7 separate regions of the Mus musculus genome follow, and regions 1, 2, 4, 5, 6 and 7 are each linked to region 3. The links are chromatin contacts, called in public Hi-C and HiChIP or PLAC-seq maps. All regions are on one chromosome and are shown on one strand. Each heading gives the region's core, a stretch centred on a gene start, on an enhancer-like site or on the middle of the called end of the contact. The rest is flanking DNA. Distances are from core to core; before and after follow the strand shown.

What was found. A called contact is a pair of places that touch in the nucleus more often than the background predicts. HiChIP or PLAC-seq counts read pairs in DNA pulled down with a chosen protein or histone mark.
Region 1: a contact with region 3 is called in an H3K4me3 HiChIP or PLAC-seq map of forebrain, with 2.4 times the contacts expected there. The contact joins the enhancer-like site here to the promoter of 9530052E02Rik in region 3. A contact is called at or near these places in 2 of 484 Hi-C or Micro-C datasets (cortical neurons and embryonic fibroblasts) and 1 of 115 datasets of contacts at active chromatin or transcription factors (forebrain).
Region 2: a contact with region 3 is called in a Hi-C map of the N1E-115 cell line, with 4 times the contacts expected there. The contact joins the enhancer-like site here to the promoter of 9530052E02Rik in region 3. A contact is called at or near these places in 16 of 39 promoter capture datasets (the 3T3-L1 cell line, 3T3-L1-derived adipocytes, the C10 cell line and 10 more), 2 of 15 datasets of contacts at CTCF or cohesin (pro-B cells and stem cell-derived epiblast-like cells), 9 of 484 Hi-C or Micro-C datasets (the AML12 cell line, the G1E-ER4 cell line, the N1E-115 cell line and 5 more), 23 of 115 datasets of contacts at active chromatin or transcription factors (SST interneurons, astrocytes, bone marrow-derived macrophages and 19 more) and 1 of 9 other capture datasets (liver).
Region 4: an H3K27ac HiChIP or PLAC-seq map of extraembryonic endoderm stem cells shows a contact between it and region 3. The contact joins the enhancer-like site here to the promoter of 9530052E02Rik in region 3. A contact is called at or near these places in 7 of 39 promoter capture datasets (3T3-L1-derived adipocytes, embryonic stem cells, frontonasal cranial neural crest and 2 more), 1 of 484 Hi-C or Micro-C datasets (cerebral cortex) and 14 of 115 datasets of contacts at active chromatin or transcription factors (SST interneurons, bone marrow-derived macrophages, craniofacial prominence and 10 more).
Region 5: an H3K27ac HiChIP or PLAC-seq map of extraembryonic endoderm stem cells shows a contact between it and region 3. The contact joins the enhancer-like site here to the promoter of 9530052E02Rik in region 3. A contact is called at or near these places in 3 of 39 promoter capture datasets (embryonic stem cells, hippocampal neurons and stem cell-derived epiblast-like cells), 2 of 484 Hi-C or Micro-C datasets (muscle stem cells and uterus) and 4 of 115 datasets of contacts at active chromatin or transcription factors (astrocytes, embryonic stem cells, extraembryonic endoderm stem cells and 1 more).
Region 6: a contact with region 3 is called in a Hi-C map of the N1E-115 cell line, with 6 times the contacts expected there. The contact joins the enhancer-like site here to the promoter of 9530052E02Rik in region 3. A contact is called at or near these places in 4 of 39 promoter capture datasets (3T3-L1-derived adipocytes, embryonic stem cells, maxillary cranial neural crest and 1 more), 2 of 15 datasets of contacts at CTCF or cohesin (large pre-B cells and stem cell-derived epiblast-like cells), 7 of 484 Hi-C or Micro-C datasets (the N1E-115 cell line, bone marrow-derived macrophages, cerebellum and 4 more), 26 of 115 datasets of contacts at active chromatin or transcription factors (T-cell acute lymphoblastic leukemia, VIP interneurons, bone marrow-derived macrophages and 20 more) and 3 of 9 other capture datasets (adipose tissue, embryonic stem cells and liver).
Region 7: a contact with region 3 is called in an H3K27ac HiChIP or PLAC-seq map of extraembryonic endoderm stem cells. The contact joins the enhancer-like site here to the promoter of 9530052E02Rik in region 3. A contact is called at or near these places in 9 of 39 promoter capture datasets (3T3-L1-derived adipocytes, the C10 cell line, embryonic stem cells and 4 more), 3 of 15 datasets of contacts at CTCF or cohesin (large pre-B cells, pro-B cells and stem cell-derived epiblast-like cells), 10 of 484 Hi-C or Micro-C datasets (the G1E-ER4 cell line, the N1E-115 cell line, bone marrow-derived macrophages and 6 more), 33 of 115 datasets of contacts at active chromatin or transcription factors (the NIH/3T3 cell line, SST interneurons, T-cell acute lymphoblastic leukemia and 26 more) and 1 of 9 other capture datasets (embryonic stem cells).

Annotation. Positions count from the first base shown.
Region 1 is chr8:11,418,455-11,421,616 of GRCm38.p6, forward strand. Col4a2 (collagen, type IV, alpha 2) reads left to right here. Exons shown (of 48, transcript NM_009932.4): 21 at 2,123-2,215; 22 at 2,714-2,868. Among named protein-coding and RNA genes, the nearest start is that of E230013L22Rik, 58 kb to the right of the region's middle. Within about 2 kb of position 1,412, at least 83 of the 459 cell types and tissues checked have an H3K27ac peak or open chromatin away from gene starts, as enhancers often do. A contact at or near this core is called in cortical neurons, embryonic fibroblasts and forebrain, where this site is marked.
Region 2 is chr8:10,679,175-10,682,206 of GRCm38.p6, forward strand. No RefSeq gene overlaps it. Among named protein-coding and RNA genes, the nearest start is that of Gm32330, 7.3 kb to the left of the region's middle. Within about 2 kb of position 1,672, at least 4 of the 459 cell types and tissues checked have an H3K27ac peak or open chromatin away from gene starts, as enhancers often do. A contact at or near this core is called in the N1E-115 cell line, where this site is marked.
Region 3 is chr8:11,006,033-11,009,231 of GRCm38.p6, forward strand. It overlaps 9530052E02Rik (RIKEN cDNA 9530052E02 gene), which reads left to right and starts at 1,818. Exons shown (of 5, transcript NR_046017.1): 1 at 1,818-1,979. Irs2 (insulin receptor substrate 2) reads right to left here and starts at 2,897. Exons shown (of 2, transcript NM_001081212.2): 1 at 1-2,897. The coding sequence starts at 2,398.
Region 4 is chr8:10,519,115-10,522,521 of GRCm38.p6, forward strand. The region is part of intron 27 of Myo16 (myosin XVI); the gene reads left to right. Among named protein-coding and RNA genes, the nearest start is that of Gm51561, 91 kb to the left of the region's middle. Within about 2 kb of position 1,732, at least 5 of the 459 cell types and tissues checked have an H3K27ac peak or open chromatin away from gene starts, as enhancers often do. A contact at or near this core is called in extraembryonic endoderm stem cells, where this site is marked.
Region 5 is chr8:11,392,411-11,395,332 of GRCm38.p6, forward strand. The region is part of intron 4 of Col4a2 (collagen, type IV, alpha 2); the gene reads left to right. Among named protein-coding and RNA genes, the nearest start is that of Gm46030, 54 kb to the left of the region's middle. Within about 2 kb of position 1,356, at least 141 of the 459 cell types and tissues checked have an H3K27ac peak or open chromatin away from gene starts, as enhancers often do. A contact at or near this core is called in astrocytes, extraembryonic endoderm stem cells, muscle stem cells and 2 more, where this site is marked.
Region 6 is chr8:10,604,747-10,608,075 of GRCm38.p6, forward strand. Myo16 (myosin XVI) reads left to right here. Exons shown (of 35, transcript NM_001319151.1): 34 at 44-135. Among named protein-coding and RNA genes, the nearest start is that of Gm32330, 67 kb to the right of the region's middle. Within about 2 kb of position 1,840, at least 33 of the 459 cell types and tissues checked have an H3K27ac peak or open chromatin away from gene starts, as enhancers often do. A contact at or near this core is called in the N1E-115 cell line and embryonic limb bud, where this site is marked.
Region 7 is chr8:10,628,329-10,631,534 of GRCm38.p6, forward strand. All of the region lies in intron 34 of Myo16 (myosin XVI), which reads left to right. Among named protein-coding and RNA genes, the nearest start is that of Gm32330, 43 kb to the right of the region's middle. Within about 2 kb of position 1,488, at least 48 of the 459 cell types and tissues checked have an H3K27ac peak or open chromatin away from gene starts, as enhancers often do. A contact at or near this core is called in the NIH/3T3 cell line, embryonic fibroblasts, extraembryonic endoderm stem cells and 2 more, where this site is marked.

The DNA.
Region 1 (3,162 bases), core at 162-2,661, 410 kb after region 3:
TATCTCTGGATACTTTGTAGGACTTCTCAGTGGCCCCCTCTCCCTCTCCCTCTCCCTCTCCCTCTCCTTCTCCCTCTCCTTCTCCCTCTCTAACTGCTTCTCTCTCTCCCTCCCTCCCCCACCTCTCTCTCTTTGTCTCTCTCTGCCTGTCTCTGTCTCTCTGTCTCTCTCCTCTCCTCTCTTCCCCTCTCCTCTCCTCTCCTCCCCTCCCCTCCCCTTCCCTTCCCTCCCCTCTCCTTTCCTCTCCTCTCCTCCCCTCCTTTCTCCTCTCCTCTCTTCCCCTCTTCTCTCCTCTCCTCTCCAGTGGGAACGCAGCCCTGTGAAAACATCACCATTCCTCCTCTGTACTCTGAGCTACAGCCATGAAACTTCTCACTAGAATCAGCAGCACTGGGTCTCAAGAATGCCCAGAGCGGAGCTGCAGATCTCCACGCTGTCACTCTCCTCTTTGACCCACACATTCCCTGGTACCACTATTCCTCCATAGCGTCTGTACTTGAGCCAGGAGTCTCTGGGCACCTCACTCTCCACACTGGACTCACAGTGTGTGGTGCAGTCTCTCTCCTTAAAACACTTCAGGACTCCCGTTGCCCTTAGGAATAAAAGCCCAAGAGGGTCTTCTCCCCTCCTCCATGACAACACTCCTCCGTGTACCCTTTACACACTCCCTGGTCATGGCTCCATACTGTTAAGGGGCCATTTGGTCCCTCCGTTCCATTTCTGGAGAGCCCTTCAGCTCCCCGCCTGGCCAGCTCCCTCTGTCAGCCACAGTCCATGCCACTTCCTCAGAAGACCCCCCTGGACACCACCCATTCTAAATCAGCTGCTCCCAGCTTCCCTCTCACGGTGCTAGCTAGAATCTGAAACTTCACATTTGTTTGCTGAGCGTGTTAGCTGTGTCCCTGCATCTCAGCTGTCAGCTCGAGGCAGGCCAGCTTCCCAGTGCCAACACAGCTCCTGGCCTGCTGCCTGGCGTGGCTCAGGAGCTGGCTTGTGGTGGATGAATGAGTGAGTGAGAGACTGTGTTAGATGTGAGGCCAGATCAGATTACACAGAACAATGCCCGCTGGTCTCTTCTACAAATCTCTGCTTCCCTAGGCGCTCCCAAACCATCCCATGCCTTTGAAGTCACTGCCTCCTTATCCTTTCCTGTGTAGCCACAAGCACCTACCTTGTCCTGGGGTATTCGATGGAGCTATGACCACTACTAGATTTAGCAGCAATAAGGCTTGGTGGCTCATACCTGTCATCCTGACACCTGGGAGGCTGAGACCAGAGAGTCACCATAAGTTTGGGGCCAGCCTGGGCTACAGAGTAAGACAATGAGAAGCAAAGGAGTCCAGAGGTACTCAGCTACCCTGCAGCACAGCCAATCTCGCCTGGATACGCAGCCTTGGATCCACCACCAGATGGCAGTCTTCCCAAAGGCCTCTAAGAATTGTGAGGTCTTAGTGGAGTCTCATCTGGTCAATTGATATACATATGTGCAATTATTGGGGCACTGTAGTGACTAATAACTCTGACCTTTAGTGAAAAAAAAAGTGAACCTAGAAGAGGAATATTGGGGCCAAGGTCATTTAGTGAGGTCAACCATGCCCAGTACCAATTAGGAGAATTCCAGTTAGTTTCCAGGACCCCCATGTTTGCAGGTTTACATGTGTGTTCATGTGTGCAGGAGAAAGGAGAAATGGGGAGGTCTGAGAAGAGATGGGCATGCACTCCAGAAAGGGGACAGAGGGAGAGCTGAGTTTATCTTAATCCCACACCAACCCCCCCACCCCCCCACACACACACCTTGGGGGACATTCTCTGAGGCTGAGCAGAGATGCGCGGCCATCAGCAACATGGCTGAAAAGTCAAATTCTTCGTTTGGACTGAACGTTCCTCAAAAGCAAAGACATTGGTCTCGATACATTGGTAGAAAAGCTAAATTTGCAGGCTCTGGTCTCTGTTCCATCCTGAGGGACCATGGCCACATGGCTGTCCAAGCTTCTGTCTTGGAGGTGCTGGTGTGGGTCTGGAGATGCAAGGAGCTGGGGTAGACTTGGCTGAGAGGCTGCACTGGACCTGACTGATCTGGCCGACTCTCACAAATGCTTTTGTCCTGTGTGTTTTTCCGTAGGCTTCCTGTTTGGCCTGAAAGGATCAGAAGGGAGAGTGGGCTACCCGGGACCTTCAGGTTTCCCAGGAACACGAGGGCAGAAAGGATGGAAAGGTGAGGACTGCAGGGTGGGAAGGTCAGGATGGTGACCCCAACCTAGCCCCCATGTCACCTCCTCTTGCAAGTTGACCCCGCCCCCACCCTTCATTCACTTCTCTGAGGGTAAAGGATGGGCAGTCTGATCTGAAATCTGAAATGCTACAGAATCTGAAACTCTCTGAGAACCAATATGCCAATATGGCACAGCAAGTGGGGAATCCCACAGCTGGCATCACTCGCTGGGCCGCAGCCAAAGTGGCCACACCAAAACTTGTGGGTAAAGTTAACTTCGGGCTGTGTACAAGTCCTATGAAACACCTTATGTCTGGATGAGGACTACCCGTGACCTCAGCACGTATATGCAGCATAAAAGGCACTCTAAAGCCAGGCGTGGCAGCGCACGCCTTTAATCACAGCACTCAGTGTCTTCTCCCACCAGCCCCTCCACCTGTCCTCTACCCCTGCTAGTCCAAGCCCAGCTTAACGCATGCAACCCTGTCCTAATCACGACAGGTGAAGCTGGAGACTGCCAATGTGGCCAGGTCATCGGGGGTCTTCCGGGACTGCCAGGACCCAAAGGTTTTCCCGGTGTCAATGGGGAGCTCGGAAAGAAAGGCGACCAAGGAGACCCAGGCCTGCACGGTATCCCTGGGTTCCCAGGATTCAAGGTGAGAGAAGAGCGCCCCCTGCTGGCTAGGGTTACCTTGCAGCTGCCAGGTGCCGGTGCCTGAGGCGAGCCAAACATCGTTCACACACACTATCGGCTTTTTTTTTTTCCTAAGATGTGCTTTTGAAAACTTTAACCTGTTGGACTGAGATAGCGCAAGCCACTATGTAAGTTAGACATAAAGTTATCACTGGACCCAGAGGTTCCATTCCAGGCTGCAGAAAGGGACTGCAGCCCTGGGCCTTCTCAAGTATATGCACTGTGTGTGGAATGGCATTATACATAAGAGCCATTT
Region 2 (3,032 bases), core at 422-2,921, 330 kb before region 3:
ATGCATGCCTGTGGGTTGACAATGGCTTCTTGAAAACTTGCAAGATCTAAGGGAAACATTTTGACATGAGCTAATGTTTATCAACTGAGTAGGCTGTGTTGCATAGCATCAAAACTGGAACAGAAACACTGTGACGTGCTCTCTGCATAATGAAGTCTGGGGAATCTAAAATACCAGAACTTTTCTCCGAATCAGTCCATTCGCAGACCTTCTTTCTTTGTTGAAATCAGCAACTCAAAACTTCCTGTTGGGAGGTGATGGAATGGCTTGATTGAAACAGAACAATTATTCTTTATTTTTATTTTTATTTATGTGAGTGGGTTTCTTTTCTGCATGTATGTCTGTGCATCACGTGCATGCCTTCTACCCGTGAAGGACAGAAGAGGGCAATCAATTTCCTGGAACTGGAATTTATAGACTACGATGAGTGTTATCTACACATCCGTTTATACGGGTGCTAGGAATCGAAAGGAGTCATCTGGAAGATCATCCAGTGATCTTAACTGTGGAGCCATCTTTCCAGCCCTCAACCAGAGAATTCTTAGTAGAGCAATCTAAAGGCCTGGTTGTCACCACGGGTCTTGTTCTCTCTGTCTCTCTCTGTCTGTTTTTATTTCTGTGTCTCTCTGCTAAAACTTAAATCAGTTATAGGCTTCAAGGTATTTCCTTGATGGAACCTTCTACATGAGTCTTTGGGCCCAATACAAGAAGGAATAAGAGTCACCTTGTGGGTGCAAGATGTGCCTGTGACATGGGTGTAGATCCAGTTGGTTTCAATGTGCATACAAGTTTGAGAGTCACTTCCAGGTGACCCAGACCCACTATGGAGAGCTTCGTTGGAAGGAACTCTTTGGAGTAGCTACTTTCTTGGTGTTGTAAAAGAAAGAGCAGAAGCAGTTGGAATTCACAGGCTTATTCATGATTACTGACAAAGTCTTCAATAGTACTATGGGTACCAAGGGTGCTTTGGGCAGGGAAATCTACAATTCAGAAAAGTGAGCTCCAACTTGCTCTACGCAGGAATCCTTCACTTTGGTGAGGGACATATGACTCTTGGTGAAATTGCTGTTGCCTCTTAGGAACGTTAATTGGTTGGTTTGAGCTAACTCCTGCCAGAGAATTGGAAGTATTTTGGTAAAGGTAGTGATTTGCCAAAAAACTTAACTGCCAGGACCTATCAGCGGAGTCTTCTCATTTCCTGAAACTGTTGTGCATCTTTGCTTGTCAGAGGGAAGGGAGACTCTTCAGATGACAAGATGACAAACACATGGCTCCTCAGGAAGTGGCCTCTATGGCATCCTCCAGGGACCCGATGCACACTGGAAATCAGGCCTTGGATCCACCGGCAGCTGGGCGTGGAGCTGCAGCAGTAGACTCCCTGGAGCTACTGTTCTCCTGCAATCGATGCAGAGTCTCCCCAAGGAGACTCTCAACATCTGTTCCTGCCCTGCCTCCCAAATCAGGAGCAGCTTGCTTGTGATCTGAGCCTCCTGTAGGGAGATGACTACCCTGATGGCACTGTGATCGGAAGTGACCATATGTGCCACCATCTTGTAACCATCTGTGGCCAAAAGCAATAGCATTCTGACCAGACCCAGGGATCAGACCTCTTGCTGGCTGCTCAGATTCAGCTAGAAGAATCCTCCCCTGACCTGTATGATGTCTATGACTGTTTGTCTTCAAGACCGCACTGCATGTGGAGATAAGACCCTCAGTTGTGCCTCCAGGGGATTTCCTGCAGCCAGGCTGTCCCAAGAAATCGGATTCTCCTGAGCCCAGCTCTGGTGTCTACATGGGGTCATTTCCTGCCCTCCTGTTTTCTCATGTTTCTGGACAATGCTTAGACTCTTGTCCTTGAGATGAGAGATGGGCTTCAGAGTGCAGGAAAGGGAGACACTGGGTGTAAGACTCTCCTCATAAACTTGTACTTCAGTATTGCGAAAACTATATTTATAAACATGATCTAGAGTCTTGCATATTCACAGGGACAACTCTAGTGAGCAGATTATCTCCTGCACTGGCCAACATCCCACTGTGCTCTTGTCTTCTGATCAGCCTTTCCAGAACTAGACACATATTCATATCCCATCTGTATGTTATTTTGAATGGGAACCATCCACATCAGTATACCATGAACTGCCTGTCATTGGGTCATAACAATTTTTATGTATTTTTTTCATCTGAGATTAAACCAAGGTTAGATGTACCAATGGGATGAATGCCTGTGATAAAAATACTTTACTAATAAATCTTTACAAATAGCTCAGATACATATTTTCCTTTTGTCTAGTTTGATGGAAAATCACCATCCACAGCATCTTCATTAAAATCGTGTTATGCTGTTAGCAAAACAAACAGAAAAACATTTGACATATTTATGTGGTGATTACATTAAAAAAGATTACTTCCCGTCAGTCTTCCTGACTGATTGTACCAAGCCATCTGTGCTTGTAAAAAAATAATAATGAACAATGACTGTCAGAGGCCATATGCACATGGTTGTTTAGTAGTGATTAAGCAATAATCTCTAAGCAATCACTTTTTAGCTGTGGTAGTTGCTTAAAGGTAATTATTTCATAACAAATGATAATCAATTATTTATAATAGTAATAATAGTTTTAAATTTTTCTCTTAACCTCTGTAAATTGCTGATGGCTGCAGGCTATCGCCGAAGGTTTGCTGGGAATTAGTAATTCTGTTCCGTTAATGACAAATTTTCCACAAATCAAAGTTTTGGCTATGGCCTATTATATTTTTAGTATGTATTTACAATATTTCAAAACCATGATGGCTCAGAGTACCTCACCCACCTTATTATTTAAAACAAATATCTTTAATAAAGATTCTCATGAAGTGTGGCGCTTGATTGATGTTACAGAGCACAATGTCAGCGCTAGAGCAGCAGAGTTGGAGTCTGTGATCTGAAACAGAACTTGACACACGCTGTATGTGGAAAGCCACGTGACATAGCTGCTTACTGCCATGCTGCACTCTCGTGCATATCGCTGAGAAGCAGTAGGACCCTTCCCAGC
Region 3 (3,199 bases), core at 568-3,067:
AGCGGGGCAAAGAGCTGTAGCAGTGGCCCGGGATGCCTTTGAGGCCTTCACTGCCTCCACGCAAAGCTGCTGAGAAGTCAGGTGGGGTCCCTGCAGTGCCTGCCTCGCTGGGGGACATGTTGAGGTAGTCCCCGTTGGGGAGTAGCTTAGGGTCTGGGTTCTCCATAGACAGCTTGGAGCCACACCACATTCGCATGTACCCACTGTCTTCTGGGGAGCTCTCCGCTGGGGAGCTGGCTTTGTAGCCACCTCCGTTTACTGGGAAGGTCCTGCCCACCCCTGAAGGGGGTGCTGGCACGGCTGCTCCGGAAGGGGGCAAGGCCGCTGCCAAGCGTGGCTGCAGGATCTGCTTGGGAGCAGACACGCTTGTGGGGCTCATGGGCATGTAGTCATCGCTCTTGCAGCTATTGGGACCACCACTCCTAAGGGCTGCCCCAGGGGTCATGGGCATGTAGCCATCATCTGCCCCCAGGTTACTGCTGGAACTCTTGTGAGAACCAATCTCAATGTCTCCATAGTCCTCTGGGTAAGGGTTGTAGGCCACTTTGGGAGAGGACGCAGGGAAGGATGGGCAGAGGCGACCTGAACTACCAGAGAAGGTGGCCCTCATGAGAGTGTATTCATCTAGAGAGGCAGAGGAAGGCTGAGGTACCTGCCGCTGCCTGGCAGGCGTGGTTAGGGAATAAGTCCTCTTCCTCAGTCCTCTATCCAGGTCCTGGGCCCCATCCCCTGAGACCCTACGGTAAGGGCGGCCACAGTGGCTCAGGGGTCTATCCATGCTCATGTACCCATAGAGTTCGCCCCCACTGCCATCTCTGGCTGGCGGGGTCTCCGCTATTGACTCGGGTGTGTTGCTCCTGTGGCTACTGAAGGCTCTCAGGTCGCCAGGGCTGGAGCCATACTCGTCAAGGGACATGAAACCCGGGTCGCTGGGGGAGCCCGAGGCGGAGGCACTACCGCTGGACGGACGCTGGCCTTGGGGGTGATGCAGTGGATGAGGCAGGTGCGGGTGGGAGCCAGGTGGCAGCGGGTAGGAGCCCGAGCCGTGCCCACTGCTGGAGGACAGGCTGCCTGGGCTGGTGGCTGCAGGAGGTGAGTGCGCCACGGGCATGGACATGGAGCGGCTGTGTTGCAGGGCTCCCCCTGCCGGCGCCAGAGTCACTTTGCTCGGGCGGCCTCCGCAGCCGGCGCTCAGGGTGTGCGAGCGGCTAAGGGGCGCGCGCACCGGCCCGGGACTCAGGGGGCTCCCTGCCACCGACATCGGCCTGCCTCCTGCCGTCCCGGCCCCGCCTGCCGCGCCGCCGTCGCCCTCGCTGGCCGTACGAACCCGGCACGAAGTGCACTTGGCTGCTGGGGGGGTGGCCGCCAGGCTGTCAGTGCGCGAGCGGCGCACCAGGCCGGTCTGGCTAGGGGGTAGGTTGACTAGGTGGTGGTGGCGGCGCGCGCCCGGCACGCTGATGGGATGCGTGGCTGACGACCCGGACGACTGACTCTTGCTGCGAGGCCGGAACTCGAAGAGCTCTTTGAGTGCCTTCATAGCTTCTAGGATGGTCTCATGGATGTTCTGCGCCACCACCGAGTCGTCGGCTTGCATCCACAGCTCCCCGGGACCGGTGACGGCCGAACGGCCCACCTCGATGAAGAAGAAGCTGTCCGAGTGGCCGCAGCGGCGAATGTTCATAAGCTGCAGCGTCACCGACGGCTGTTCGCAATTGAGCTTCACGAAGCCGATGGTGCGCGCAGACAGGCATAGGCGGTATACACCAGTCAGGTTCTTGCTCTGGCCCAGTCCCTTAGGTTTCAGGTTCACCTGCCACACCTCGCGGTAGACGGCCGTGGCGGGTGTCACGAGCCCGTAGTTGTCATCGCAGCCAGCGGCGCCCGCTGAGCCGCCCAGGACGCCCGGGAGAGAGGCGCTGCAAGAGCCTCCGGTGGTGCCCGAGCCCCCCTCGCCAGAGCGGCCTTCGCTGACCAAGTCGGTGAGTGCGCGGTACCAGCCCTCCTGCTCCTGCTCGTTCTCCGCCGCTACAGCGAAGTACTCGTCCTTGGTGTAGAGGGCGATCAGGTACTTGTGCTTGGCGTCCGCGCGCTTGTTGATGTTCAGACAGCAGTCGAGCGCGATCACTCGCTTCGGCGCGCCCGCCTTGCTCCTCCACTTCTTCTCGCTCTCGTAGTACTCCAGCCGCGGAGGCTGCGGCGGCGACCCCCCAGCCGCGGATGCCTCGTCGCCGCCCGTGCCGGGGCCGCGCAACACGAAAAAGCGCTTGTGGCCGTGCTTCTGCTTGCGCAGGTAGCCGCACTTGCGCACGCTGTGGTTGTTGTTGTTGTTGTTGTTATTGAGGTTCGGGCCGTCCCCGCCCGCCGACGCGGGGGGCCCAGGCAGGGGCGCGCTAGCCATCGCCGCCGCTTCAGGTCTCTCTGCCCGGCTGGGCGAACAGGGGATGGCGAGGGCCGAGGGGCGCGGGCGGGGGCGGCTCCCCGCCACCCGTCGCCCGGCCGCCCGGCCACGCGCGCGCGTCCCCCGGGCCCAGGCGGTGGGCTAGGAGGCGCGCGCGGCTCGGTGGCGCAGGGCCCTCCGCCGCTCCGAAGGATGCTCGGTGCGGGCGATGGCCACCCCCCCGCTTCGACTGTCCGCTGCCGCTGCTTCCCGGGCTCTCGGGCGGCGCCCGGGGACTGGCTGGCTGGGTCGAGAGTCGGGGTCCCCGAGTCGCGGGGCCGAGCTTAGAACGCGCGCGGCCCGTCTGCTGCCACCGTTCTGCACTGCGCGACGACGGTCTGCGTCCGGACACTCGGGGCCCACACTGCCACTGGGGCCGCTGCTGCCGTTGCTGCCGCTGCTGCTGCTGCCACCAACGACGACCCGGGCTTGTCGCGGTCCCCGCCGCACAGTGAGTAACACATCGCGCACCGAGTGACTGAACTAAGAGCAAAACAACACGTGACTCTGCGTTACGCAGGCACACTCGCGCGGACGCCCCGCCCCGCAGCCCTGCATTGGCGCCGCGTTCCCCGACGGACAGCGAGACGGACCAATGAGCGTGAGGCACGGGGGGGGGGGGGAGGCGGACCGACACCGGGCTGCGTTTCCCGCCGTCCCCTCCCTCCCCCTCTCCGAGGCCGGGCCGGGGCTCGGCGGGGGCCGGGCCGGGCTCATTAATCAGGGGCTCGTTGTGGATGCGGGCGGGGGCGATGCCACCCA
Region 4 (3,407 bases), core at 482-2,981, 490 kb before region 3:
TTGACACTTTCCCTCTAGTATTTTTAAGGTGTATTAACTTCGTCCTTGCCTTTTCCCAAGAAGAAAATCAGCTGTGCTCTGTGACTTCCCTCTTCAGGGCACAATGGGCCTTTCAGATCTATGTACTTCAGAGATGGTTATCTCTTTATCTGATAACTTGCTCGGGGTGCCATTGAGTGAAGTTCTCTTCAGGTCCCCCGTGCTTGGCTTTCTAGATCTTTGGGTTCAGGGCGTCTTACAAGTTCAAAGCAATCATGTTAATAACTCTCTGCTAGTTTTCCTTTCCTCCTTTCTATACTCCACTGAGAATTAGTTTCACACATGACTTTACATTAGCCAGTCCCTGGGTAGCCAGTGCACTGCTCGCTTGCTTTGCCCTGCCTTCTTTCCCTGGCGGCCATGACTGCCTTCGAGTACACTTCCCGTTTCTGAACTAAAGCAATCTATGCCTTTTTTTCTTCTTCTTCTCTGTTTTTAGAGTTCTCATTTCAATAAGCTCAAGCTCTTCTATTAATTCTTCATCATTTAATGTGGTTTCTATTCCTTGTAGGAAATTCCTTAGGATTTTCCTTATCTATGTTGCTTCTGGGTCCGTGTTAGTGGATAATTTTCTCAGTGGTTTAAATGTCGTGGTTTGGCGTCTCTCCAGGGATGTGTATTTGGGACAGGCTTTCAAATGTTAAAAAAGTTTTTCATGATTTTGATTCTGCTCTTTTGTTTTTCCAGGTCTTGTAGAGTTTAGTTGTGGATAACAACTAAACAGTTTTACTGTTCCCCCTTCCTCCCTCTCCCCCTTCCTCCCTCTCTCTCATCTCTCCCCTCTCTCCTCTCCCTCTGTCTCCCCCTTTCCCCCCCTCCTCTTCCCCCCTCTCTTTCCTCTTTCTCTCCCTTCCCCCTCCTTCTCTTTGCCCTCTCTCTTCCCTCCTCTCCTCTCTCTCCCTCTTTCCTTCCCTCCCTTCCTCCCCCTCCCTCTCTCTTCTCTCCCTCTCTCCTCTCCATCCTTCTCTACTTTCCTCCCCTCCCTCTTTTTCCCCCCTCTCTCTGTCTGTCTGTCTCTCTCTCTCCTCTCTTCCCCTTCTCTCTACCCTCTCCCCCTCTCTCCTTCCCTTTCTAACCCTCAGAACTGCTAAACTGCTTGTAAGTTCTCACCCTCCCCTTGATCTCTCCAGTTTGTAAATACTGTGAGGATCTAATTGGCCTCACCTCCCCTCTCCAGAAAGAAGGCTAGAGACTCCCATGATGCAAGCTGAGACAGCATTAGGACTGAACATCCTTGCTTTGTGTCTCTAGATCACTGACCTTCATCTTGGGGGGCACTGATTCGCATGTTTTATTTAGTTGTATGTTGTCTAGGATAGAGACTGTGAACTTGGCTGTGTTTGGTATAATCTAGGAAACACACCTTGGTGACTTATGAATTATTTCCAGGTAATTTTAGCAGAGCCTGTGGACTCCCTGAATGTAGATAGCACCTCCTGTGGGCTGGAATCATATGCTTAAACAAAATGAGAAAAAAAGAAAACCAGATAAGTTCTCTCTCTCTCTCTCTCTCTCTCTCTCTCTCTCTCTCTCTCTCTCTCTCTGTCTCTCTCTGTCTCTCTGTCTCTGTCTCTCTCTCTCTGAATACAATGTCTTTCTCTGGATACAATGTCTCTCTCTTTCTCTCTGGATACAATGTCTCTCTGGATACAATGTAACCTATTGCTATCAGTTCCTGATGCCTTGCCTTCCCAACAGAATAGAGAGAACGCCTCTTAACTATGAGACCAAAATAACCCTTACTTCCTCAGGTTGTGTATTGTCAGGTATTTGGTCACAACAGTAAGTCATTAATTAATACAGAGGTTAATCTTGATAACTGTTGGTCCATCCCTGCCATGTGTATTTCTCATTGAATAGATATGTTACCTTCTCATTGATACTAGGCTATCCTCTGAGCCCCTGTTACCTAATCTTATAGAAGTCCCCCCTACACCAGAGCTTTTGTTTGAGCAATTGCATTGTACTGGATGGTTTTGTTTGTCAACTTGACACAAGCTGGAGTTATCGCAGAGAAAGGAGCTTCAGTTGAGGAAATGCCTCCATGAGATCCAGCTGTAAGGCATTTTCTCAACTAGTGATCAAGGGGGAGGGCCCAGCTCATTGTGGATGGTGCCACCCCTGGGCTGGTAGTCTTGGGTTCTATAAGAAAGCAGGCTGAGCAAGGCAGGGAAAGCAAGCCAGTAAGTCACATCCCTCCATGGCCTCTGCATCAGCTCCTGCTTCCTGACCTGCTTGAGTTCCAGTCCTGACTTCCTTTGATGATGAACAGAAGTGTGGAAGTGTAAGCTGAATAAACCCTTTCTTCACCAACTTGGTTCTTGGTCATGATGTTTGTGCAGGAATAGAAAGCCTGACTAAGACATGCACTAAGGTAATTTTTGTGAGTGTGGATAACGCACTACTCTGCTCAGATTGTTCAGATTATGTCCACCAGCCTTTCCTAAACAGATTTATGTCTCTGTAAAAATTAACACCGAGCAGCTGGTATTTGATAAAGCGGCAATGCCAGACATGGGCTTTGGATAGGAAGTGGAGGCGAGCCTGGGTCTGTTTGCATGTGCATGGGCTTTAATTAAGTTAAAAGTGAGCAGATTAGACCTTGTTCAGGAAGCCAGTGACTGTCAGCCTATTCTTGGAGAGATCTGGGTTGAGGGGTTTAGTCACCAAATGGTCAAAATTGTATCCATCTCTGCAAGGGTCTGAACAGAATTCTGAGCATTCTGAGTCCCTCCCCAAATCTCCCTAGCAGAGTGCCCTGGCTCAAAAAAATCCCACCTGCTTTATTCACAATAGAATTTAATGACAGGGAAATGTCCCTTCCTTTACTGATGGTGTGCACTGTTTCAGCTCAAGGGACTTGGAGATGTTAAAAATATCTCAAGGAATTTCAAAATTTATAAGTAAATAAAAGCAGGATGCTGTTCTTTTATTAAAAAGTTTTATTATTTGAGAATCCCACAATGAACTGTGCCCTCCCAAATCAATCATAATCAAGAAGATGCACATTTGGGTTTGCTCACAGGCCAATCTGGTGGGAGCATTCTCTCAATTTGAAGTTCTCTCTTCCCAAATTACTCTCACTTGTGTCAAGTTGACAACAAAACTGACCAGGACATGATGCATACAAAGCTGTCACATGACACTGCAGGAAAACTTTCTCAACAAAATTCATGGAAGCATTTATCCTCCGGAATAGGAGCAATCATAAATGAAACCACGCAACGTATGATGCTATTGAGATGCTTCTTCACGCCCCTCTTAAAGGTCTTCCATTTCTTGCCTTACCCCAGTGGTCTCTTAAGACCTGAAGGTTTGGAACTGCCAGCATTGCTGTATTATTAGTTAGTGTGAATGCTGTTCCTAAA
Region 5 (2,922 bases), core at 106-2,605, 390 kb after region 3:
TCCAGAACCACATGGCCATCTCCGGTGAGAGCTCACTCTCTCGGAATGTACAAGGCTGGTTGGCCACACCCCCCACCTCAGTTTCCCTCAGAGAATGAGCATAGTGACAATATGTGTCCTGAGTTTTACAGGAATTAAAATCTAATGTGTTAACAAAGGTGGAAATGGCTCTTAGCAAAGATCCAAGGCTGTTAGGTATGTGCTGACTCAGTCCTGGGGAGGAATTCATTCTAATGTCACTTGAAGTCATTGTTGCAAGTGCTGTCAGGGTAAGCATGGGAGCAGGCTCCCAGTGTCAGTAGTTGGCATACTTTACTTTAACAAGATTAAAAGACAGATTATGAGTTATTGACTTAATTACTCTAAGAGAAGTGGGGTATGATAGCCCCTTGGACTAACTGGAATTAGGCAATCACAGTTTTCCTTGGGATTATCCCCAAGGGAGGTTAACAAATAAGGGACTTGCCCTCTGTTCCCTAGAGCTGAGTCATGTGACCCTGGAAAGACTCAAAACTTTCAAGCCAGAGGACAGGTTTCCTAACTTCGCCTGCAGGCTGAGAATGACTGCCACCTGGTGTTGGCTACTGGAACTGCACTATTATCCCCCTTGGCCCTGTTCCTTCCACCAGGAATGTTGATTTCATTTCAAATTTTCAAAACTGAGATATCCAGTAAACATTAAAATTATTTCCTTTTTAGGCTTTTACAGACTTCTGTCAATACACACCCCTTTTCCTCTACAACTTTTGACCCCCTGTGAACCACAGCGGTCCCACTAAGGTCCTACCCATTGCTAAGCATGTTCAAGTTCAGCTCAGTCATGCTTAAAGCAGCCAGGTTCAGACATTACCGGCCTGAGCTTTCTGGAGGAGGAACACCCAGCATTCCAGAGCCTGCCTCACCCGCGCCTTGGCTGCCCACGATATTTCATTATCTAATCAGATGCTGAGCAGGGTCTGATACTCAGGCCTCCTTCCATGAGCCTGGGTGGTCTCCTTGATGACTTCATCATGAGGGCCCGGGGAGCATTCTGTCTGCTGTGTAGACAGAGAAGCCAAACCCTCTAAGGAGCCAACAATCAGCAGTTCCCCGGGGCAGTGCAGGGCTAAGACAAGACTTTCCTGAATGGCTCCAGGGGACTACAGAACTGAATGGGGCTGGGACAGTAAGGGTGGCAGCCTTCTCTGAAGGGCAGCGCCCCCTCGGTTGAACCTCAGAAACTGTGATGTTACTATAGTGGTCTTCAAAGGGGTTCAGGCTAAGGATGTAGCTCAGTGGCGAAGCTCTTACCTCGCACACGCCAGACTCTGGGCTCAAGCCTCAAAAACCACAAAAAAAAAAAAAAAAAAAAAAAAAAAAAACAGAAGGAAAGTGTTCTAAAAATAGAACTAGGGGTGAATTGGGAGGACTGTGAGTGAGGCAGAGCCAGATATGTGAGCAGCCAGCCATTCGGCAGACGGTTTGTGGAGCAAGAGGTGAGAGCCAGATGCTGGGAACTGCTTAGGAGAGACGATTAAGGGAGCCGGGCCACCAGGCCACCACTGTAGGCTCACAAGTGTCAGGCATCAGCAGGAGGTTTAATAGGAGCCTGACAGGGAGTCCCTCCTCTAGTTCAGGACAGACTTGGCTAGTTTAGAGCCTTTTTATTTTCAGCAGAATTTGGAGGATCAAACTTTTTAATCTTCTCCACTATTTTGTTTGGTGGTGTGTGTGTGTGTGTATGTGTGTGTGTGTGTGTCTAAGAAATTTTTTACAAGCCCAAAGTCTCAGTGTTTTCTTCTACCCGTTTTGCAGGTGGGAGCTGCGGATTGGTTTAGCTTTATTATTTCTCTCTCTCTCATTTGAGTCTGAGCCACTACAAGTGGATGTCCCTGAGTTGGGTCCTGGGAGTAAAAGCTGAATGTCTGCTTCAACGTGTGTGGATTTAATTAATTAACTAATCAATTGTGGGGGAGGGGCTCACGTGTGCCTTTGTGTGTGTATGGAGGTCAGAGGACAACTTTTGGGCATCAGTTCTCTCCCTCCCCCATGTGCGTCCCGGGTCCGGAACTCAGACCATCCATCTTCAGAGCAATCTCCTCTACCAGCTGAGCCATCTCACCAAGCCAGACGCCATTTGCTTTTTAACCACAATCTGTTAAATAGCTTTGGAAAGTAGCTCTCAGTCTCTTGTGTCACGTACTGTTAGGTGGGTACTCTCTCGTTTCCCTTGCAGGTGACATAACACGTCCACACACGTGAACCGTCACCCTCATGAACAGTAGACAGTTCCAAATCCTAGGGCACAGAACACGTGTCCTGGATCCTGAAGGAGCCCTTTCTGCCATCATGGACATCTTGTGAATTCGCCAGTGTATGCCATCAGCTTGCAGAAATTCATTAGGACTTAGGAATTCCCCAGGATCGTCAAGAGTCGTGGTCTACTGCCCTCAGAGGAAGGGAGAGTCTGCAAGGGGCTGGGGAGGGTAGGAGGGTCTGGGGCTGGTGCCCATGAAAGGTGAGGCAGGAAGAGTCGGTTTAGGAAGGAGAGGGGATTTCCTACCATTCATCCTTTGCGTCACTGGGAGTCTATTCTGCTCTACCCGGAAAGGCTGCAGCCAGATTGAACATCCTGGTGTGCAGGGGCCGGTTCTGTCCTTGGGGGTGGGTGTTTGGGCTTATCTGGCCTTTGTCCAAAATGTCCTGTCGCCTCTGCCTGCACACGTTCTGATGACACTTGGCCCCTTTTCCAGATGTAAACTTTTCCAAATTCGGGAGCATTCTCAGGAGCCTGGAATTCTAAGCACACCTCTTACTTAGCCATATAACTTAATAACATTGGCTTTGATTGGCCTTGCCGTCCACCAAAAATGACTTGTGACCAGGTACACACCAGGTGTGACTCCAGAAAGGGAATGATGGGGGGTCAAGCGGACAAATCCC
Region 6 (3,329 bases), core at 590-3,089, 400 kb before region 3:
GGAGGTGCAAACTCACTACAGCTCTGTGTGTCGACTTCTACAGGTTTAGCTGAGGACGATGGGTGCTCAAGGCTGTGTCTGAGTGGCATGGGGACTTCATCATTTCAGAGAAATCGGGAGAGCCACACCACCCAGGTAAGGACACCCTGTCCTCCCCACACAGCAATGAGTGTAGTAAAACCATGGCAGACAGCCACTGAGTCCTGTTGATGGGTCTCCTTCCTGGTCTGAGAACTCAGGTAGTTCTCACTGCTGTCTGTGTGCTTTGTCTGAACATCTCTCTCTCTCTCCTCCATCTCAGCTGGCTGCAATTTTCTGCTTGTTTTGGAAAAAGAACAATGTCCCTGAACAGCTAAAAGCAAGCATTTTTTTTTTAAGTAGCGTATTGTAGACATCATTTTGCTGTGGTTCTTTAAAATCACTAGCTGCTGGTGGTGATGGTATAAAACCTGCTGACAGGGATGGTGTTTTCTGCATTTGACTTGGGGTAAAGTAGAAGACTATAGGGACAAAGACTTGGAGGTGTACTGTGTGGGGGGCTTCCAATGTCTCTGTTAATTGTGCAAGCATGAAATCTAAGACCCAGGGAAAAGATGGATGTTGTAGCACGTGTTTAAACTTCATTGAAGGAGAAGCAGAGATGGGCAGATGGCCGTCATTTGCCGGCTAGCCAGCTTAGCCTTCCCAGTGAGTTTTAGGCCACTGTGAGACTCTGTCTCAAAAAATGAATTCAACATCTCCCGAGGAACAACACTGAAGGTTGACCTCTAACCTCTACATGCATGACCTCTAACCTCTACATGCATGACCTCTAACCTCTACATGCACGCACACAGACATGCACGTGAATCTGCACACACATGTGCCTGTGTACACCTTTGCACACATATGCATGCACTCATAAGCCCATGAACCCATGCACATACATACACACACAAGTACATGCATGATACCATTTACTGTGAGAATATGGTTAAATTAAAAAGCCTTGTGTGTTTGTGAGGATTACATGTTCATGCACACCCTTTTTAACCTTAGATATTACACCAAAATAAAGATTATTCGGGATAAAATAATACCCTGGTGGTTTTAGAATGCAAAGGAATGCAGGACGAAGCCATCTTGTGGCCCTAAGGTTAGCGTTCGGGGACATATTTGATGCCACGTAGGCACAGCCGCATTATGAGCTGAGATCTTTCTAAGTAGCACTGATGAGGTGGCGTGAAAAAAAAATCAATAATTTTAATCTTAAAAATAAATCTCTACAGTAGGCAATCTGTGGAAATCACTTGTGCTGATCTATAGGTGCCTCGGTGGAAAGGAAATGCTGATTGGTAGGGATAATAAATTGTCTTAATCCTGCTTGTGTTCCTGAGAGATGTGTCTGCTTTGCTCTGCAAGCCTTACAGATGCCCAGCATGTGGCCATTCCAACCTCCCTGCCCTGCACAGGGGCTGCCTGTGTCAGAGTTGACTCCCCTGTACTACTCAGAATGCGAACCTGCCTGCCCTCTCTCAGCCACTGCGCTGTGCTTCTGGCTCAAGGAGCAGGCTGGAAGTAGGTTTGTGAAGTGCAGGCTCTGGATCTTCCTGCCCATTCATGGGTTTAGCTAAAAGACAGAGAACCTTGGGGGAAGTTTGGGGAATTATTCTCATCTCCTATTTCCAAAGAGGCTTTTGCGAATATGAACCCTCCCCTGGAAGAAGTACTCAGTCATCTCACCCTGCTTCCCCCAAGCATGGAAATCCATGCTCCTTTGCTGTCGTGCTGACTGGGGGCACTCAAATGTACAGCAGATTCCTTACTGCCGAGAAGCTGTGAGTTATGGGACATTGTGGTTAAACTGCCACACGTCCCCAGGATTTATCTCTTCTCTGACATTTATAGAGGAAGTACAGACACAGTCAGGCGTGTCGCCTTTTAGATTTTCTGCCAGAACAATTCCACAGGAATTGCATAAAACCAGTGCTGAACGGCAGTGGGATTAAAGGGAACCGCCAAATGAATCCCATTCTGTGCTTTTGTAATTAGTGTCAACGACACCCATTTAATAAAGATAAAATGTGGTATAAAGAAGACAGAGAGTTGGTCATTTGGCAAGGGTCAGATGGCAAGTTCGCTGAGTTCATGGGCAAGTTAAAACCACATAGCCTGCTTCTAAGGAGTTAAACGTAAGCTGCTAAGGGGGAGGCTGGGCCTTACCTCATTCTCCGTGTGCTTGAACTTATGTGGAAGACCACAGTGGACGCTCCTGGTCTTGTTTGGTTGGTTCTGGTCTCCCTCTACCATCCCTCAGCTACTCTGATGAATCAAAGGAAGACACTGGCTCTCTCCTTTCACTGTTTCCACAGCAAGACACACACATGTGGCAATGAGTCATGGTTTGCCTTAGAGACAAGGTAAGAGACCTAAAATGCAAGGCATGAAAAGCTCAGCCCCTCCATGTGTGCTCTTTGGTTGGTGATTTAGTCCCTCGGAGCTCTGGGGAGTCTGTTTGGTTGATATTGTTGGTCTTCCTATGGGTTTGCAAACCCCTTCAGCTCCTCCAGTCCTTCCCCTAACTCCTCCATTGGGGACCCCGTACTCAGACCGATGGTTGGCTGCCAACATCTATCTCTGTATTGGTCAGGCTCTGGCAGAACCTCTCAGGGGACAGCTATACCAGGCTCCTGTTAGCAAGGGCTTCTCTGTATGGGTGGGTGGGTGGAGGAGCTCCCTCATAGAAGCAGGAGGGAGGGAGGATGTGTGTGCACGTGTGTGTTTGTGGAGAGGAAACCAGGAACGGGGATAACATTTGAAATGTAAATAAATAAAATAGCCAATAAAGACTAAAAGAAAAAAGAAAAGCACAGCCCCCTTTGAGGACTTCCGGAATGCAGCAGAGGGATGTTAGAAGTCTGCTGTCTACCAGTCCAACTTTTCTTCAGATTTGCTGACCTAATGTTTCCCAAATAGCTGTACCCACTGGTGAAGTCCAGAGTTCATTCCGTCTGACTGACACTGAATACATTGTTACTAGCCATACAATCCATTTGTTTTCAAATGTGTCTTCTCTATACCAGGCATACAGTCTCCAAGATTATTGTGTTTGGTGCCCAGTGTTGAATCCTGTGCGTTGCAGGAAAGCATGTATTTCATAACGGATCCTCACCTCAGCACTTCTCAGGGCATGTGTGTGTGCGTGGGCATGTGCATGTGTGTGTATGTGTGTACGTGTGTGTGCGTTTCTGTGAGCATGTGTGTGTATGTGTGTACGTGTGTGTGCGTTTCTGTGTGCATGTGTGTGTTTGCGCGAGTGTGTGTGTGTGTGCACGCGTGCACACACATGA
Region 7 (3,206 bases), core at 238-2,737, 380 kb before region 3:
TAACATTTGGTTTACTTGGAAATAGCAAACGACAATCAAATAATTGATGTGTTATTGTTACCAATACATCATAAGATCACAAAAGAGGACAGACACTGGTGCAGGTGTTTCTATGACACCATGTGGTATTTGAAATGCTTCTTGTTTACACTGTACTGGACCACACCAGAGTAACATAATGGTACTGGCTTGTTATTCAGAGATACCAAAGCCCCTTTTATCACCTCTGAGACCATCTTACTTGAGTTTTGCAATCTAATAAATTTAATAGATCTAAATGAAGCAAATTAAATGTTATTAGCCCCATAGTGTTTTCCTTTTGGGACAAGCCTCTGAAAATCGTGATCTTAAAACCTCTCTGCGTCAGATATAGAATGTCTAACTTCCATTTAGACATACCTGTGCACGTGCTTATTTTTTTAATGAAGAACAATAATGCTGGTATTCTGGCGTCCCTTTTGTGCAAGTCCGGCACTTCTCCTTTTACGCCTAATAAATTTCCCTTAATCAGGGCTAATCTCTAAAATAGAATCTGAGGAATGTGCTGTGGTATTCTCCAAAGAAAGGGTTTATTCTGAGCTCAGGCTGATTATCGAAACCATCAGTCAGAGTTTCACTTATTGGGGAACCACGGAAAGCTCTTTGCTGGTTGATTCCATTCCTCTGGACGCCCTTCAGTATTGCAAGCCTTCGACACCCTCATTAAGAGGGCTTGCTAATGGTTTGTGTGCATAAGCTTCACATTTTATAATGTACTTGGGAATTTGACTATTTCTAGTAAATACAGCAAAGCTCTCAAAAGAGAGAAAAGGTTTTTTTTGTTTTTTTTTTTTTGTTGTTGTTGTTATTGTTTTTTTTTGTTTGTTTTTTTGTTTGTTTGTTTTTTGATCGGGGAGTAGTGGTTTTTTTAGTTTTGGTTTTCCAGAAAGAAAAGCAAGGTGGGGAGATCAGTCAGCAAAGCATTTACTATGAAAACAACATGAGCTGAGTTCAAGTGCCAGAACCTACCCAAAACAAAACAAAAACCCACCAACAAACAAAAAAATCTTGTACAGACAGCACCTGCTTGTAAACCCTGGTTCTGGAAAGATAGACACACTTGTATCCATGCAGCTGCCTAGCCTTCTTGGGGAAGTCCAGATCAGTGAGATACTCTGCCTTGAAAAACAAACAAGATGGTATCTGAGAAACAATGCCCAAGGTTCACACACACGCACACAGGCACACACACACAGAGGAATGCACAGGAGAAGACACCATGACTCGAGAGATTTGAGATGTTTTCTGTCAAATTCCCTGCCAAGTCTCACTGAGATCAGCAGCTTCCTAGAGACAGGCACCTCTGTGCTCAGGTCAGTGTGATGCTGACTTCAAAGCTGTGCCTTTTGGAGTTTAAATGGAGGGCCACATCTGGCATCTTTTTAGTTGTCCTAGACAATGCTGCAGAGTCCATGCTGCAGTGGAAATGTAGAGGGGTGTTTGTGTCTGTTGCAGAGAGAAGGAGGGCACAGCCAGTGGGGAGCCCAGTGCCATCTGCAGAGTGGAGGCTGGAGTTCCTTTGTCTGGGTTTCGAATTTACTCTTTGTTAGGAACAGGTCTCTGTTACAGGCTTGTCTCACCTGGCTTTCTTCAGTTAAACTGAGTGTTTGCTATGCACTTTCTCTTGTTTTAATTCCTAGCTTAAACATTGTTTCTGTTCCTTTAGTGGTTTGGCTAGCGGGTGGGACACGCATGCTTGACTCATTACATTCTAGCATATTTTATTACTTCTATCACTTTCCTGATATTTCTAGAGCTCAGGCTTTAACCTTTCCTTAATCCCTCCAGCTTGTGCAGTTACAGTTGGCAGCCTTGTGTGTTTTGTGTGAGACTTACCGTCTAGGGGACGTTCCAAGCATCTAATTGATGTTTACCTGCAGGCTTGCTAATTACAGAGTTCCTAAACCTTAAATTTTACTTTTTTTTCCCCATCTGAGATCACTCTCTCCCTATATAAAGGGAAACCTTCCTTTTGAGTCTCTGTCTATGCACGATATCTGAGGACACTTTTTGTTTGTGCACCGTCTTTACTTCACTCTGTGTTTTGAAGGCTAGCTCTGTCAGACAGAGAGCTGGATTGGCTCTCAGTAATTCCATTCATGTTTCTTTGCTCTCCCAGCCTCCAGTATTCCTATTAAGAAGTAAGTGTCTGCTCCTATCATAGGCCCTTTGGATATCAGCACATCCTTTTTTTTTTTTTCAATATTTTTTAATTAGGTATTTTCTTCATTTACATTTCAAATGCTATCCCAAAAGTCCCCCCATTAAACCCACACACACACTCCCCTACCCACCCACTCCCACTTCTTGGCCCTGGTGTTCCCCTGTACTGAGGCATATAAAGTTTGCAAGACCAAGGGGCCTCTCTTCCCAATGACATTCTTCCTTTAGTTTTGTATTCATTCTTTGAAAATTTCATACATGGATACACTGTATCTTGATCATATCCAACCCTCATTCTTGTCTTCTAGGTCCTCTGAGGATCCAGAATCTCTATCATACCTCCCTCTAACTGCATGTCCTTCTAAATGTTTGATTTGGTTTGGTTGTTTGGATGTTTGGTTGGTTGGTTAGTTGGTTGGTTGGTTTGAGCCATTTAGTCCAGTTAGTGCTGCTGAGATGCAGGGAGGAGCTGGGATCATACACTTGGGCTAGTGCAGAAACTACCAGTGTCCACACTCTTGAAGAAAAGCACCTCTGCCTACCCCATGCTGTATCCTGAATGTGGGAAAATTCAGAACACAGGAGACTGGCCTCAGTGGGATCTCACATTAGCAGAGGAGAGCAGAGGGATTTTAAAATGTACCCATGAAGAGTCACATGGATGTCACACACTTACCAGACCCTGACTGTAGCTTAAATAAGTGCCTGGACAGAAGAAGTTGGGTGATAAGCTGAACAAAGCCATAGCTAAGAACACAGACTCTGAAGCCACCTTCTCTGTGTGCTGTTGGGCAAACAAACTTTTCTGTGCCTCGGCTGCCTCATCCACAAAATAATAGCACCGACTTTGTAGAACTCATAGGAGAAGCCTGGTTCACAGAAAGTTGCCTGCACTTGCTAGCCCTCCACAGCATCTACTAGCTGGAAAATTCTATGTACTCCCCAGAGCCCTGTTTTCTTGGTTCATTTCATAGTGGATAGAAGCAGTCTGAAGAATTTTCTCA